Linked DNA regions of Mus musculus: region 1 is linked to region 2. A link is a contact called in public promoter capture Hi-C data. All regions are on one chromosome and are shown on one strand. Each heading gives the region's core, a stretch centred on a gene start, on an enhancer-like site or on the middle of the called end of the contact. The rest is flanking DNA. Distances are from core to core; before and after follow the strand shown. Region 1 overlaps Med13l (mediator complex subunit 13-like). Region 2 holds the start of Fbxw8 (F-box and WD-40 domain protein 8).

Evidence for each region. Promoter capture Hi-C pulls out the DNA fragments that hold promoters and counts their contacts.
Region 1: a contact with region 2 is called in a promoter capture Hi-C map of neural stem cells. The contact joins the enhancer-like site here to the promoter of Fbxw8 in region 2. A contact is called at or near these places in 4 of 39 promoter capture datasets (cranial neural crest, hippocampal neurons, liver and 1 more) and 2 of 9 other capture datasets (adipose tissue and liver).

Annotation. Positions count from the first base shown.
Region 1 is chr5:118,665,239-118,667,969 of GRCm38.p6, forward strand. All of the region lies in intron 2 of Med13l (mediator complex subunit 13-like), which reads left to right. Among named protein-coding and RNA genes, the nearest start is that of Med13l, 110 kb to the left of the region's middle. Within about 2 kb of position 1,468, at least 53 of the 459 cell types and tissues checked have an H3K27ac peak or open chromatin away from gene starts, as enhancers often do. A contact at or near this core is called in neural stem cells, where this site is marked.
Region 2 is chr5:118,154,060-118,156,759 of GRCm38.p6, forward strand. Fbxw8 (F-box and WD-40 domain protein 8) reads right to left here and starts at 1,399. Exons shown (of 11, transcript NM_172721.2): 1 at 1,005-1,399. The coding sequence starts at 1,322.

The sequences.
Region 1 (2,731 bases), core at 218-2,717, 510 kb after region 2:
AGATAGCAGGCAGTGGCACTGCCGAGCAGAGACAGGCAGGCCTCAGCCTCAGTGCTAGTCAGCAGGAGGGACCATGAGTTCTCAGTGATGCCTCAGAGAAACGAAGATCAGCAAAGATGTGAGACCCACAGGCGTTGCACAGCTAGCTAGCTACCTACCTGTATAAGTGCGCTAAGCTGCTTTTTCATCACTGTCTATTGAGTCGAGTCCTATTTATCCCTGCCTTGGGTCTTGCCTCAGCATGTGCGTTTGTCTCAGCTGACATCACTCTGCCAATTGGCTGGAGTCTGCAGAAGTGGCAAGAAACTGCAGCACACTACCAGAAGTTTTTTGGTGAGTTTCTCTCTACGGAGTCCTGACAAATGCAGCATTGTAAGGTGGACCAATAGATGTGCGTTGTATTGAACCTAAAGTATTTTGTTCAGATAATAGAAAATAAACTAACTCCATGGAGAAGTTACACATTCCTCTCCTTGAAGGTAAAGAGTAATTTGATTTTGCTAAGAGATTTAGCAGAATTGATTGTAGCCAATTGCAAGTTTGAAAGATTGGAAGCCCAATAGCAGTATTTAGGTTGTTAGAGTACATTTAAACCAAAAATTGTGTGTGTGTGTGTGTGTGTGTGTGTGTACATGTGTACGCATACATATAGTGGCATCGTATTTTCACTGTTCATGTGTGTGAATTCCTTTTCGCTTTGTAGCACATTTGTAATGTAAAGTACAGTAATGCTATGGAAAGCCTAAAAAGTAATTGTTTTTTAAAACGCTAATTATATACAATATTAGCTTCAAACTGTCCCTTCTGCTAATTTGCCTGCACTCACTCCACATCTAGCACCTGGTTTCCTGTTATGTACCAACGTCTGCACAAACTCTGGCTGGCAGGCAGCACACTGCTTGCTCCCACAAAGGGTGCAGCCCCTGGGTGTGGAAGGACTGTCCACTTCTGGAAGTAGCAGGATGGCTGTGCTTGCTCTCAAGGCCTCTGTCCTCACAGCGGGGACCAGTGCTTCTGATTGCACGCTGGGCCAAGTGATGAGTGGATATAATTGTTCTGCAGTCTGGGGTTTCTTCAAAGGAGTATTTTTAAAATCCACATTAGGAAAAAAAGCTTGGAACAATGTTTATGTAAATGAAGACAAACTGTTTGCCAGGTGAGAGAGGTGCAGTAGAAGTGTGGTAAAGGAAGATGGAGGGGACGGAGGGATGCTGCTGTAACCGTCAGCCACAGAGTTTTGGTGAGAGGAGCAGAAAAGCAAGGCCAGTGAGTAGTCCTTAGCTAAAGCACGACCAAAGAGTGTCTGTCCACTGTTTGCCTGAGATGAGAGGAGTGCGCGCCCGCGTGTGTGTGTGGCGTGTGTGTGTGGCGTGTGTGTGTGGCGTGTGTGTGTGTCTGCCTCAGGCGGCTCTCACTGTACCGTGGACCGCCACTGTGCCACCCTTCAGGGAGGCAGGGCACGCAGAGCAGGCGCGGTCTCTGAGCCTTCTGTCTGCTCTTTCTCTTTCCTTCTTCCCTCTCCGTTCTCTCCTCCCTTCCCTCTTCCATGTTATTTTTGCTACATTTGCTGTTTTAACCTGTCATTTACAAACTAATTACTATGTCACCATGGCTGGCGGCTCATATAGGCGAAATCTGTCTCTTAATCAAAGGTGATTACAGTTTTTCCTGTCTGTAAATGTGCTTGTTGAGTAACGAGAGAGCATTATTCTCAGGCTGATGTGCGAACTGAAAGGCAGCAAGCAGCCGCAGCATTGTTATCTCCTCAGGCGTGGCTAATGAATCGTGTTTCAGTGTTCTGGTGGTCATGCCAGACAGTGCACTCCACCAGGGCTAAGCCTCCTGTAAACTGCTCCACAATATTATTGCAGCAAGAACAGCAATGCTGGCTGAGCTGGGGGGGGGGGGGGGTTGCCAAGAAGACAGCTGCGGTTCAGACAGTTACAGAGTAGGGGTCACTCATAGTGATAGCTCTGACAGCCACTGTTTTAGCTTCAGTGTAAAAGACAAGTCAGGACCTATCCTGTCAGCACCGAGCCTGAGTGTGTTTATGTTTCAAAGCAGGTCTCCTCTGAAGAGAAGGAAAGAAATGGTTTTGATTTTTATTGTTTAATTGAGAGCAACATTGAAACCCAGGGGTTAAGTCTTCTTGACTAACACAGCCATCATAGAGGAAAGTTTATCTTAAGCATTGATAGATTGAAGTAAAACTGCCCGAACTGAGTCAGATGTGTGTATCATATACGTGTGTGCTGTATGTGTGTATATCATATATGTGTGCATCCTGTGTACCAACTACATGCATGCTTTTCATTAACATTGAATACTGTACATACCTGTAATTCTGAAATCTGGAAGCTGAAGGATTATCATGAGTTTGAGGCTAGCCTGGGCTATACTGTGATAATCTGTGCAAAAACATCCCACCCCCCCTTTAATGTATATCTCATGCTGATCCCTGGTAATTCCTGAACATGTAGTTGTTTAATAAACATCAGCCTAACTTAGGATGTTTAAGTGGTGTGTGCTCATAAGGGAAGTCTGGAGTCAACCATGAGGTGCAGACTGCCCTCCCGGGAGCCAGAGGTCTCTGCCAGGTGGGGGCTGCCCTTCCAGAGCAGTTTTGCATTAACAGCAAAAGATACAATGGTAATGCTCATTCTATCATGCTTGAAAAGATAGGTGAGTGGGGACGCGCTGCGTTTGGAAGACAGTGTGATTCGACACTTGA
Region 2 (2,700 bases), core at 149-2,648:
ACTCAAAATAGAAGCTACTGGTGTCATTTAAATAAAACTTTCCATTGCATAAAATTAACCATTTTTTAAAAATTACGTGTCTGCAGGGAGAGTAATTGTGTGTGCAAGTGCCCATGGAAGCCAGACCCATTAAATATCCTAAACTACAGTTACAAGAGGTCGTAAGCCACCTGGCACGGGTACTAGAAACCCAACTCCTGAAAAGCCTGTTGCGCTCTTAGCTACTGAGCCATCTCTCCAGCCCTTTCCCATCATTTCTCTAAACAACTTTCACTTACAGACAAGTATCCCCCCCACTGGGCTGTAGAAATTTTCTTTGAACCTGGTTTGAGTGAAACCATTAAAGCCTTCTCTTCTGACCTAACTCTTAACCTGGGAGCCATGGATCTTGTCAGGAGGGGTCTTGATTTGATTCTCCCGACTTGGTCAATGAGGCCGGAGAAAGAGGTTCCTGATTCTCCGAGGGACACATGCCCTCCAAAGGCTAAGAGCCTCCTAAAAATACTGACCAAAGGTTTCTTCTTCGCCGTAGTCCTTTCGTTTCTTCTGATTTATGGTTTATTTTTTTAATTTAGATAACACGTTACGTTAGGAAAATAAAAAAATACAGAGAAAAAAAAAAGAACATTAATTCCGTCCTCTGCTTTTTCTTGACCTTCCTCTCCGAAGTCAACCTTTCTTCCATGGTTTGGGACGTTTCTAGAATAGTATTTCTCCAACTCACACGTAGTCCTTTATGGGCGGATTCTTTTTAGCCGGGGGGGGGGGGGGGGGAAGGGTGTCCTGGATGTTTGCGAACATTCCTCAACCTTCTTACAAACCCAAGAATGCGCACACACCTACTGTCAACACCTCAAGATGTTTACAGGCAAAGCTGCTGAAGGAGAACCACTCGTTCCAGGGACATCTGGGTGTTCAGGGTTCCCGCTGTGCCCGCGTCCGCGACTTTCCCCACCATAGATGGTGGGCCCACAGGGAGAGACATCTTGTCCCCGGCCACTCACCAAGTCGCGGATGAGCTGATCCACCAGCGGCTCGGGCTCCGTGGCGTCGCGGTCTGGGGGTGAGCGCGATCGGCTGGACGTATCCTTCCTGTCGCCTCCCCGGCCAGGCCTGGGCGCCGGGGGTCGGCCCGCGCCCTCCAGCAGCCCCTGCGCCAGCCCCAGGTAGCCCGAGGCCGGCTCGCCTCGCGCTCCCGCCTCGGGCCTTCGCGGCGACCGCCGCTCCCCAGCCTCGAGCCGCCGCCGTCGCCTCAGCGCCTGTGACTGCGCCAACTCCTCCTGCCAGTGCCGGCGGAACTCCTCCAGGTTGTGGTCGTCCATGCTTGACGCGCCCAGGCCGACGCGGCACCCAGGGGCTGCCAGAATGGGGACGGACTGTCCATCCGCCGGAAGTGTCCGTAGTCGGCCTGGAGACTTCCGGGAGCGCGTCTTGTAGGTTCCGGGCAGCCACGCCCCTCTGCTTCGACATCCCTTGTTTTTGGCACCTTTGTACCAAGCAAGCCATGCTTTAAATGGCTGCTATATACATATTGCAAAAGGTCGCGTTTTTTAATGTAGCGGTTTTTATTGCATTTATTTATTTATTTAGTGCGTGCGTGTGTGTGTGTGTGTGTGTGTGTGTAGGTCACAGAACAAATTGGAGGATTCAGTTCTTGCCTTCCACCAAGTGGGTCTCAGGGATCGAACTCTCAAGTCACCAGGCTTCGCAGCAAGCATTCTTTTCTGCGGAGCCAGCCCAACCTGATGTTACCCTTCAGATCTACACACACCACACCCAATTAACCATCTCTGCCTTCTTAAAACTAACATTCCAATAAAACAGAGGTAAAGATTTTTTTGGGGGGGGGGGGGGTTCGAGACAGGGTTTCTCTGTGTAGCCCTGGCTGTCCTGGAACTCACTCTGTAGACCAGGCTGGCCTCGAACTCAGAAATCCGCCCACCTCTGCCTCCCAGTAAAGATCTTTTTAATGTGAATGTCTGAATCCGCAGGAAAGGTTATATAGAAAAATAAGAAATCGGGTCAGATAACAAAGTGATGGACAGAGGGAGGAGCCAATTAGTGGCCACCATGAAGCCAGGCGTGGTGGCGCACGCCTTTAATCCCAGCACTCGGGAGGCAGAGGCAGGTGGATTTCTGAGTTCGAGGCCAGCCTGGTCTATGGAGTGAGTTCCAGGACAGCCAGGGCTACACAGAGAAACGCTGTCTCGAAAAACAAAAACAAAACAAAACAAAACAAAAACAAAAACAAAAACAAAAACAAAAAAAGAGCTGTCATGAAGACCTCTCTGAGGAAATGCCATTTAAGCTACTAGCTGATAAACAGGGGGTGGGGAGGGGGGCGGGGAAACAGCTATGGAAAATCAGCAGAGATTTCCAGGACTACAGGTCCAAAGTCGGTACCGTAGGAAAGGATCTGTGAAGGAATGTTCTGGAAGGAACCCCCACCTCCCGTTGAGTCTTCCACAAGGCTGCTTAGCTCATCAGAACTGCAGCCACTGTGGGAAGGTTGGAATGTTGCAAGTCTAGAGTGTAATAATGGTTTGTCTTGGGCTATCATTAGCGCCCCCTATTAATCATTCTGTTCCTGCCTCTGTGTCAAACCTAGCTCCCCTGTGACTGTCAGTCAAACCTAGCCCCCCTGTGACTGTCAAACCTAGCCCCCTTGTGACTGTCAGGAGAAACCGTTTGCTATATTAG